Regions from separate parts of the Mus musculus genome. Here region 2 is linked to region 1. Evidence: chromatin contacts called from public HiChIP or PLAC-seq data. All regions are on one chromosome and are shown on one strand. Each heading gives the region's core, a stretch centred on a gene start, on an enhancer-like site or on the middle of the called end of the contact. The rest is flanking DNA. Distances are from core to core; before and after follow the strand shown.

Evidence for each region. HiChIP or PLAC-seq counts read pairs in DNA pulled down with a chosen protein or histone mark.
Region 2: a contact with region 1 is called in an H3K4me3 HiChIP or PLAC-seq map of the 230-238 cell line, with 16 read pairs. The contact joins the enhancer-like site here to the promoter of Zfp940 in region 1. A contact is called at or near these places in 10 of 39 promoter capture datasets (the C10 cell line, Sertoli cells, embryonic stem cells and 4 more), 1 of 15 datasets of contacts at CTCF or cohesin (pro-B cells), 21 of 484 Hi-C or Micro-C datasets (embryonic stem cells, induced pluripotent stem cells, morula and 3 more), 10 of 115 datasets of contacts at active chromatin or transcription factors (the 230-238 cell line, bone marrow-derived macrophages and embryonic stem cells) and 3 of 9 other capture datasets (adipose tissue, liver and pancreatic islet).

The regions. Positions count from the first base shown.
Region 1 is chr7:29,850,072-29,855,597 of GRCm38.p6, forward strand. Zfp940 (zinc finger protein 940) reads right to left here and starts at 3,577. Exons shown (of 5, transcript NM_173738.2): 1 at 3,426-3,577; 2 at 871-946. The coding sequence starts at 879.
Region 2 is chr7:29,935,184-29,940,646 of GRCm38.p6, forward strand. Zfp74 (zinc finger protein 74) reads right to left here. Exons shown (of 6, transcript NM_178384.4): 4 at 2,759-2,885; 5 at 2,417-2,512; 6 at 1-860. Among named protein-coding and RNA genes, the nearest start is that of C230062I16Rik, 14 kb to the right of the region's middle. Within about 2 kb of position 3,893, at least 18 of the 459 cell types and tissues checked have an H3K27ac peak or open chromatin away from gene starts, as enhancers often do. A contact at or near this core is called in the 230-238 cell line and pro-B cells, where this site is marked.

The DNA.
Region 1 (5,526 bases), core at 2,327-4,826:
TCTCCAGCTAATTGTTTAACTTAGTAAAGTAAGATGCCCCACTCCCCAACCCCACCCCCACCCCGCAGCTGCTGAGTGAGACACTGGGACATGGTCTCTGCCTTCAAAACCCCTGTGCTCTAGACACTTGGTGCTACACTTAGGTCTGGAATAAATACTTCCAATTGGCAAAATTAAATTAAATTAAATTAATTATAATAATTCCTTAAGAAATCCACTCCTTAATACTTCATACTGAGTACCTTCCAATCAGCACATGTTCCACATGTCAATAATAGCCTAATAATAATAATAACAATAGCCACACTTCACTGTCTCTGAACCAGCTTTAATTGTCAAAAGGCTCATGACAGAGATGTGACTTACAGAGTTGAGCAAAGCCTTTTCTGATAAGCCTTCTTTACAATACAGATATCGTTCTTTCTGTGTTCTTGCTTATTCTTCATGTTACAGACAGATAAATGTAACATCTTAATCCCTATGCATTCAATGTCCCATAATTTCTACCAAAGGCATCACCAAGTGCCACACCAAAGTGAATTCCAACCAGTGGCACATCCCATCTTGACTAATTAAATATTCGATTCTATGAACTCAATAAAAACATGCTCATTCTCTATTCCCCTTTAGCCACACAATTCTACCTTATAAAGCCATGGTTTGGGAAGGAAGCTCTAGTACTCCCTGTACAGAAATGACTTTCCCCTCCTTTGGTGCTTTGTCAGATGGTTAGAACACCAAAGCAATGGCCGCCAGCTGTAGAGTGCTTCACAACCATCCCTTACCAGTTGGAAGAAACTCAGAGAAGCAGTTTAAGGACAAGTAATAATAGATATTTACATGTTAGCTTGGCAGACAACTCCAACTTACTTGGGCCATGGCTTAAAACTTGAGTTGAGTAGTTCTCTTCTGGGTTCCACGATCAACCAAGTAGAGCCCGAGAAAGCTAGAGGGAAAGAACCATGAAAGGTTAAGGCTTCTTTGAAGTTTGTCTCAGTTGCTGTTCTACTTCTGTGAATGGACACCATGACCAAGAAAGACCAAGGCAACTCTTTTAAAAGAAGTATTTAACTGGGGCCTTACTTCAGTTTTAGAGGGTTAGTCCACGATCATGATGGCAGGAAGCAGGCAGGCATGGTGCTGGAGCACTAGTTGAGAGCTTTACATCCTAACCCACAGGCAGTAGGCAGCAGGCAAAGAGACAGACAGACACTGGGACCGGTATGGGCTTCTGAAACCTCAAAACCCATCCGCAGTGACACACCTATTCCAACAAGGCCACACCTCCTAATCCTTCCCAAATTGTTCTACTAACTGGGGACCAAACATTCAAACATATGAGCCTATGGGGGCCATTGTCATCCACACCTCCACGGAGCTTCCAAATGGAAATATGTGAAGGGCTGTTTCCTTCCTTGGAGAAAGAGCTTAGGGGCTCTGAGGGAATTCTACTCCCTTACAAAGCCAAAGTTGCTCAACTAAAGAGAGATAATTGGGATTAAATTAGTTATACCCAAACCACCACAAAGACCAGCGTATGAAATAGGATCACTCTGTCTTTCCGTAAATGTCCCCTCTAACTGCCCCATTCCTGAATTAGATACCCGATGGTCATCTCCCAGCTGAAAGCCCACTGCACCTGCCCAGGGCTCTCCCATGCACATCGATAACCAGTGCCTTCTATCCTCGTCATGGCCAACAACAGTCTGATACCTACAGAGTCCTTTTCATTCACAGCATACAACAGAAGGCACACCACACAACTCGACGCGTTTGAAGCCTAACTACGCCCTCACCAGACTCACCAGCTATTTACTGAGACAGCTGATGTGGTGGCGTAGCTTTTTGTAAACGTTTAATTTTTTTCTTTTATTTTTAATTACTTTGTTTGTGGGTTCTTGTTTTATCTGTCTCCTAACAATATCTTCTCTGTCTCAGCTTAGCTTCTCTAAGCTTAACTGCTACCTCAGTCTGCTAGCCCTGGAGCATGAGTAACAAACTGCAACCAACGGGGGGGGGGGGGGGGAAGGGTAGCGCAGGGAGGAAGGACCAAAAACCACCCACCTATGGGGCTTTAGCATTTACCCTCTGAAAAATTCCCAGAATTCCAAACAGCACACAATTACAGAATCTGTCTCCAACTGGTAAAACCATTCCTCTGCTCGAGCATGAGGCAAATCAGCATATCCCCACAGCTGGGATTAAAATGAAAGCATATTCTTATATTTCTGTGTTTTTTGAGAACCCAAACTTCCAGAATTCTCACTACAGGGTTTGTCTGTGTAGCCCTGGCTGTCCTGAAACTCACTCTCTAGATCAGGCTGGCCTCGAACTCAGAAATCTGCCTGCCTCTGCCTCTCAAGTGCTGGGATTAAAGGTCTGCTGCTGCTCCTCCTCCTCCTCTTCCTCCTCCTCCACAGCCATCTCCAAGCCAGAACCTTCTTTACGTTTCTTCTACCTACTCTCATCTCTTCTTGTTTATGTTAGATTAGGAATGTGGCCAACTATCTGTAAAAAAACAGTTGAGGCCCTAAATTTTAACTCAAGTACCATCTCAAAACTGAACACCTTGAATTCTAGTAATGGGGAGGTGGAAGAAGGCATAGTTCTGTGCTTTCGGGGCCAGCCTGGTCTACTTAGTGAATTCCAGGAAAGCCAGGGGTACATAGTGAGAGCCTGTCTCAAAATGGAGGAGGAGGAGCGGGGGGGGGGGGGGGGGACAAAGAAGAAAGAAAAAGAAAGAAATCTAAACTAACTGTATCTACCAGTACCAACACCTCCAGCGTGATGGATATACACGAAAGGGTCCCCTTCCACTTCCCTCTTTCCCCATCCTCAAAGGCACACATTCCTTCCCAGAAAGGTAAGACCCTCCCTGCTTCCTACCCTGCTGCCTACAACCCTTGAAAGCAAAACAGACTGTTTACAGGTGTTTCTATGATCTGCACAGCAACCTTCCGCACGAAACCTCTCCTTTCTTCAAGCCCCCGCCATGCCATCTTTCTGGAGTTGAGATCGCCTCTACTCACTGAAGCAAAAGGACAATAATCGGCCGTGAACCCAAGACTTTTCAGGTATTAATCACGATTTGAGGTGGAAATGAGATTTAGAGGGTTCAGACTGTCCCCACTCCCTGCCACCCAGGTGATCCACATTCAGGGGTCATCACATGCACAAATCAAACACGCTACAGTGTTAACCTCACCTTCATTAGGCTACCCAGCACTTTGGTGCCTCCCCATTAATCCATCTGTCTTATCCGCGCCTAGTTTCTCTCAATTCACTTCCCTTCCACACACCAGGTCTCATCAGGGTATCACACACTAGGATTTTCCATTGCTCACTGGTACCCACGGGACTAGGCAGGCGGCTTCCTCTCATCAGACTGCCCAGGGATGGTTTGGTCTCAAACACTCAGGTCTTACATTGGGATTCTCTTTGGGGTTCGGGAACGCTCCACGCTCCTCAGTTGTCCTCCTCCACAGCTTCGTGCGCTCCCAGCCAGCAAGCAGGCATGCAGACGGCTTCTAACTGGCTTCCTGGTGTGTCTGATAAAGCAAGCCTAGGGTCCACCGCGAGACCCGGCGCTGGCCAAGTCTTGAACTACATTTCCCAGGAGTCCATGCGACTCTTACGTCACCAGAGGGGACGCGGTAGCCAACCTAGACTGGGTTGTGTGAAAGAACACTTGCCAATGAAGGATTTGCTGGCAAGGTGAGGACTAGCAGGCAGAGTGAACGTTTCATTCTTCCATGTCCTTATATACGCTTCCAGAAAAAAAACATGGCCCAGTTTAAAACTGAATTAAAGTTCTGGACTAAAGATGTGTCTTCCTTATTCAAAAATCCAGATTCACAGTAGATCTTCCCACTTCAAAATGAGCAGAAAGCCCTCAGAGGTGTGCCCTCTATTTTGGGAGTTTTAGTTAAGTCCGGATGTAATCAAGTTGACAACCAAGAATTATCGACTCTATTAATTGCATTGTACGAAGGAAAAGTTGTTCTCCAAAATAATGATAATAAACTTTATAAAAAGAAAACAAAAATTGTCTTCTAAAACATAAGGTACAGATTGGTTAGATATTAAGCAATAATTAGTTATTTAACATGAATAAAATATAACTTACCATCCAATAATCAAAAACAATAATAAGATAGAGTTATTAAATAAATGTTATTGAGGATCAGGAGAGAGAGGATTTGCTATATTTAGATTTTCATTAAACAAGATAAAGTAGGATGTGCAATATCAATATCAAATGGTATGCATGTGATTGGACCCAAACATATCCTGAAGGAACAATCAAGTTACATGAGGAAGTTGCCCAAATGCCTATGGTTTCTACTCTTACAATGCCATCTCCTGCCAAGCATGCACCTATAGCCTCACAGTGTGTCGCCTGTGCTCTGTTGACTAAAGAAGAGATGACTAGGGCCTGGTTTACTGATGGTTCTGTACATTACGCATACGACACACAGAAGTGGACAGCTGCAGCATTACAACCCTTTTCTGGGACAACCCTGAAAGACTACTGAAGGGAAATCTTCACAGTGGGCAGAGCTTCTGGTGGTCACACATTTTGTTTAGAAGGAGAAATGACCAGAATTGGGTTTGCTCACTGATTCATGGACGATAGTCAACGGATTGGCTGGATGGTCAAGGACTTGAAAAAAAAACGTAATTGGAAAATTGGTGAGAAAGACATCTGGGGAGGAAGTACGTGGATATATCTCTCTAAATGTTCAAAAGATGGGAAATGTTTGTGTCGAAGATGTTTGTGTGTCATATAAATGATCGTCAAGAGGTGACTTCAGGGGCTGGAGACATGGCTCAGTCATTAAGAGCACTGACTGCTCTTCCAGAAGTCCTGAGTTCAAATCCCAGCAACCACATGGTGGCTCACAACCATCTGTAATGAGATCTGATGCCCTCTTTTGGCATGTTTGAAGACAGCTACAGTGTACTTACATGTAATAAATAAATAAATCTTAAAAAAAAAAAAGAGGTGACTTCAGCCAAGGAGTTCAATAATCAAGTAGATAAGATGACCCATTCTATGAATAGTCAGCCTCTTTCCCCAACCATTCCTGTCATTCCCCAATGGGCACATGAATAAAGTGGCCATGGTAGCGGAGATGCTTTGGCTCAAGAACATGGACTTCCACTCACCAAGGCTGACCTGGCTACAACGGTTGTTGAGTGCCAGATCTGCCAACAGCGGAGACCAACACTGAGTTCCAGATATGGTACTATTCCCTGAGGTGACCAGCCAATGACCTGGTAACAGAGTGACTACATTGGAACACTTCCTCCTTGGAAAGGACACTTTGTCTTTACTGGACTAGATACTTTTGTTTTTTTAAGGTGGGTGCAGCGAACTTTATTGATGGTATTCAAAGAGAGTAGGGAGGGCTCCCTAGGCCCCTCCTGTTATTATGGGGGTCTGGGGTGGAAATTGTGAGGGAGATGCTCAGTGTTGGGGGCCGAGTTGAGACAGGGACTCCTCAGCAACCAAAGGCCTCTTTC
Region 2 (5,463 bases), core at 2,643-5,142, 85 kb after region 1:
CACGTGTATGATGAGCATGGAAAACTGAGAGAAGGCTTTCCCACACTTATCACACTTGTATGGCTTCTCCCCTGTGTGGCCCCTCATATGCAGAGCAAGGGAAGCCACGCGAGGGAAGGCTTTCCCACACTCGTTGCACGCGTAAGGCTTCTCCCCAGTGTGAACTTTCTGATGTGCGACAAGGCTTTGTTTCTGGCTGAAGGATTTTCCACATTCGTTACATTTGTAAGGCTTCTCTCCAGTGTGAATTTTTTCGTGATCAATGAGATTGGACTTCTGGCCGAAGGATTTCCCACATTCCTGGCACACATACGGCTTCTCCCCAGTGTGGATCCTTTGATGTCTAATGAGATTTGACATCTTGATGAAAGTCTTCCCGCACTCGCTACACTCGTAACACTGCTCCCTGCTATGGAGCTTATGATGGTTGATCAGCTTCTCCTTGTGGCTAAAGCCTTTCCCACACTGGTGGCATTCATAGAGCTTCCCCCCTGTGTGAACTCTCAGGTGTCTGATGAGGTCCAGGGTCTGACTAAAGCCTTTTCCACAATGGTTGCACTTAAAGGGGGTCAGCACAAAATGGGGCGAGCTGGTGTGAAATGGCTGCATAGCATCGTCATATTCAAACTGTTCCTCTGGCAACGGGTATTGTACATCATCATCACCAAAATTGGGCTCTAAACACTCTCCAACACCGTCACATTCAAAGAGACTGTGCATGGAAGGAATGGAGTCTGCGTTTGGGAAAAACGTACTTGCAAATTCCTCCGGACATTCGCTGGCTTCACTCGTCACCACTATTCCCTCGAAAACTTGTCCGTCCTGGATTTTCTGGTGCTCGTCAATTCCCAAAATCTCCCCTAAAATAGACAGCAAAGAAGTATCCCTCGTGGTTCCGGTTCTGACACTGAAATACCAAGTATACTTGAAAAACAATGTTCCCACAGGTAAACAAATTGCAAGTGCATATCTCTATTTTAGTGTAATCTTAAAAATATTTTCACTTGGGCTGGAGAGATGGTTCAGGGGTTAAGAGCACTGGCTGTTCTTCCAGAGGTCCGGAGTTCAATTCCCAGCAACTCACAGCCATCTGTAATGAGATCTGATACCCTCTTCTGGTGTGTGTCTGAAGACAGCTACAGTGTACTCACATATATAAAATAATTAAATCTTAAAAAGTATTATTAAAAACGTTTTTCATTTCATATATGTTTTTGTTTGTCTGTTTTTGTTTTTGTCTTGCCTGCACACACTGAAGTGCACTACATGCATGCCTAATGCTCGCTGAAGCCTGAAGAGGGCACTGGGTCCCATGAACTGTAGTCACAGACAGCTGTGAGCTGCCTCGTGGGCTGCAAATCCAACCCAGGTCCTCCAGAGGAGCAGCCTGTGCTCCCAACTGCTGCGCTGTCCTCTAGACCCACATGTGTCTCTTAGCTTCTCAGTTTTAGAAGGAAGTTCCAGGAAAGGAAATAGATATTTAGAAATCCAATTACCTTTTTTTATGCAAAAGAAAGTAATATTAATTTTAATAACCTTCACATGTACATAAATAGCTACTTGGGAAATGTAATAAAAGAAAACTACATTCAAAAATTTAAAAACTATGAAAAAAGACCTAAGGCAAAAATAATCAAAAATATCCAAACATTCAAAAATGAACACACAATGGCTAACCATTACAGACTGTGCCTTAATTTCATCCCTTGTGGGGTGGAGGCAGAAGGACTGGAAATTCAAGGCCAGTTTTAGCAACAGAGCAATTCAAGGCTTTCTCGGGCTATGTAAGACCCTGTCTCAATGCAACACTAACAACAGCTGAAAAGAAAGATGGTTCAAGGTCAACTGTGTACTGCCAAAAAGATAGAACAGTCCTAGCTCCCAGAACCTCAAAATATGGTTGTCCTCTGGCCTCCACATGCATGTCTGCACACACACAGACACACACACACATACTTTAATAGTATTGAAAAATAACACCTTGAGCTGATGAAATAGATCATCATCATGTAATGACATTTGCTACCAGCATGATGTCCCAAATTTGATTGTACAACTTGTCTCTGACCTCCACATATGCACCATAACACGCATGCACCCACACATGTGTGTACACAAAAAAACGTAATTAAAAAAAATTTTTTTTCTGAGACAGGGTTTCTCTGCATAGCCCTGGCTGTTCTGGAACTCACTTTGTAGGCCAGGCTGGCCTCAAACTCAGAAATCCACCTGCCTCTGCCTCCCAAGTGCAGGGAATTTTTTTTTTTTTTTTAAAGAGAACATCTTAGTTTCACATAACTGTTACTACACGCTGTGGGAATCTACCTTAGGAAACATCTCAGGCCAGTCACTTACTGGTCCTCTCGCTTTACCTGGCTGGGTCCCCCCCACCCCCCACACACACACACACACTAACCTGGACAGGGTCTCCACAGCACTTCTCTCTCCACCACACAAGGCTCTTCCTCTTGCTCCAACTTGAAAATCACTTCAGGTTTGGTGAGTGGCGGGCCTGGGGGGTGGGGGAGGGGATGACATTGGTTTGGGTATACACACGAGTGACAAAAACAACCCTGGATTCTGAGTTGGGCCTGGGAGAGCCAGGTGTACTAACTTCTGAGAATGTTGTACCCTGGAATGCCACCAAAGATTTTCCTTCGAAAGCTGGGGCAGGGACAGCAACATCTCAAGGCACCTCAAGGCAAGGCTCATCAACATTAACAATTGCATCTGTTTTAGAAAAGGTACATTATCTTACCTACTGTGATTAAGTTGTTGTAGTTTTCTAGCATCACATTCCTATATAGGTTCCGCTGAGTAGGATCCAGTTGCTTCCATTCTTCTTGGGTAAAATCAATGGCCACGTCTTTGAACGTCACTAGTCCCTGTAACAATACGCATCACTCAAACTGAAGTTATCCATTCTAGTGGTGTAGGAAAAACATAACAAGCCTTGTTCAGATATAATTCAGAAAGATGACATTACAAAAAGCACTGCCCATTTTCTAAACAAAATGAAGCAAACGTCATATTAGCAATATAGTCAGTTTATACTCAGTTACTAGAAAACAGAGCCAGTGGTATGTATATATAGTAGAATTTTGTTCAGCTATAAAGAAAAATGACACCCAATAAACAAGCATACCTGGGAGACTTCAGCCTTGCCTGTTTCCCCAGCGAGCACAGAGTGCTAGGGAGGTTTTGGCCTCCCCTGTTGTCATGGTGAATTCAGCATGTTGGGAAGCTTCAATCCTGCCCATCACACTGGTAATCACAGTGCCTAAGATGCTACTGTCCCGAACCTTCCTTAAGTGAAGTCAGCACACCTACCCAGACTCTAAATACACGCACACACATACACTCATACATACACAGTCACACATAGACACATACACACACACACACTCACATACATAGACACACATACACACACAGACAGACACACACACACTACACAGACAGACAGACACACACACACACACACACACACACACACAGTCCTACCAGGTGATAATAACCCAGTACCCTTTCACAGTGAAGACTGTAAAGAGACTGCTAACCCAGAAATGCCCACTCTGAAACAATAAAGGGAAGGTAGGTAGGAAATAGATTCAACCAACCATCTAGTTCCAGATATGCAAGTCTCAACACAATACTCAAGTTAACAAGAAAACCCAAGGCAACCTAAATCCCCCAAAGATCATTATTACTCTACAGTAGTGGTATCCAGTGAAAATAAACAGATGAAACCACCTCCAAAATAGCTTAAGAGGATTTGTGTGTTCAAAGAACTCAAAGAATAAAACAGATGCCTGAAAATATCCCAAGAGACCACACACGCAGCTGAATGCAATAAGGACGGAGACACAGGACATGAAAGAGGAACTCAGTGTGACAGAAGTACTGAAGAAGAGCCACAGCGAAACACTAGAAATGGAAAGCGTATCAGACTTCTGTGGACAGTGTCACCAACAGAATTGATCAGAAGGGAGCCATAATAATAGATGCAAACGAAATTCAGAAAGCCACTGCACATTCCTTAACAGCACAGCGTTCAAATGGAAACTCTTGAAAACAGGGATGAATTTTCACATGCAAAATTAAATTAACAATGAAATAATTTTAAAAGATCGAAAAAAGCAGTGATATTGATGTGGTAATGAAATTCCCGTCTCACTATGGACACAAATCACTCTTAGGGGTACTCTGAGTGCCCCACAGTAGATGGACAACAGAAAACCAACTCAACAGCATCTCTGGAGGGCCTGTGTCTCATAATGTTTGTGCCACAGGTTTTTGTTTTTGTTTTTTTTTCTTGAGACAGGGTTTCTCTGTGTAGCCCTGGCCTTGGCCTTCCTAGAACTTAACTTGTAGCCTTGAACTCAGGGATGAACCCACCTCTGCATCTGCTGGGATTAATTTTATTTTTATTTTATTTATATACTTTTCTCTCTTTTTACCCTTCATTTCCTTGGGTATATGTTATGTTTTCCACTTTAGCATTTCTGTGAGGTTCATGAGTGTGTGAGCGAGTATTTCCTCTGAGTCTGTATCAATTTTGTGCCTTTGACAGAGCTCTTTTCCTCCTGTCTGTTTTGTCTACTCTGATGTGTTAGTGTTTGCTTTACCTGATTATGTCATATCACACTTTATTATAATCCTGTAGACTCTTGTTTGCATTCTCATGAGACAGAGAGGGATGGATCAGGACGGGAGGGAGGGAGGCTGCCGTAAAACTCACAGGATCCCCTCCCTCTGCCTCCAGAGTGTTGCTGCATGTGAAGGTATGAGCAAGCCACCATGCCTTGCAAGAATATGAATTTTTATGCATAATTTTTCATCATTTGGGAATTTTCACATCATGTACCCCAACACACTCACTTCTCAGTCCTCCAAGGTCTGTGCCCCCGCATTGTGACCTTCCCCCAAATAAAATTTTAAAAATAGTCCATTTTGTGTTACCCAGATGCTCACTGGAGCACAGTCAAACTCCAAGTGGCCAGCTTCATAAAGAAAACAGAGTCCTTCTCTACCCGTACCCCACCAGAAGCCTGCAGTTGTAGAGAGCTGCACCCCAGAATTCTTATCAAATTTTTAAAAAGCTCCATTGATGATTTTCCTTGTAGGCTGTTCCTTTGGGGGTGTGGGGGGAGGTGGGGTACGCTGTCACAGAATCCTTCTATTCCATGTTCCTATCTCTCAGCTGTATATGTGCCACCATTGCTACCACTGCAAAGTCGCTCCGTTGCCCTTTAGAGTCAGTGCGAGCACAGACCATGGTCTTCCATGTGGTTTCTGGTGACAGCACCCGGCCTCCGGCATCAGCATGGTTTCCAATGGCAGTGCAGACCCCAGACATGGCCCTCGGCCACAGCACAGGCCAGGACACCATCACACCTCCACACCCCTCAGTGTTAGCATAGGCCAAGGACAGCAACACGGGCTCAGGCGACAACACAAGGC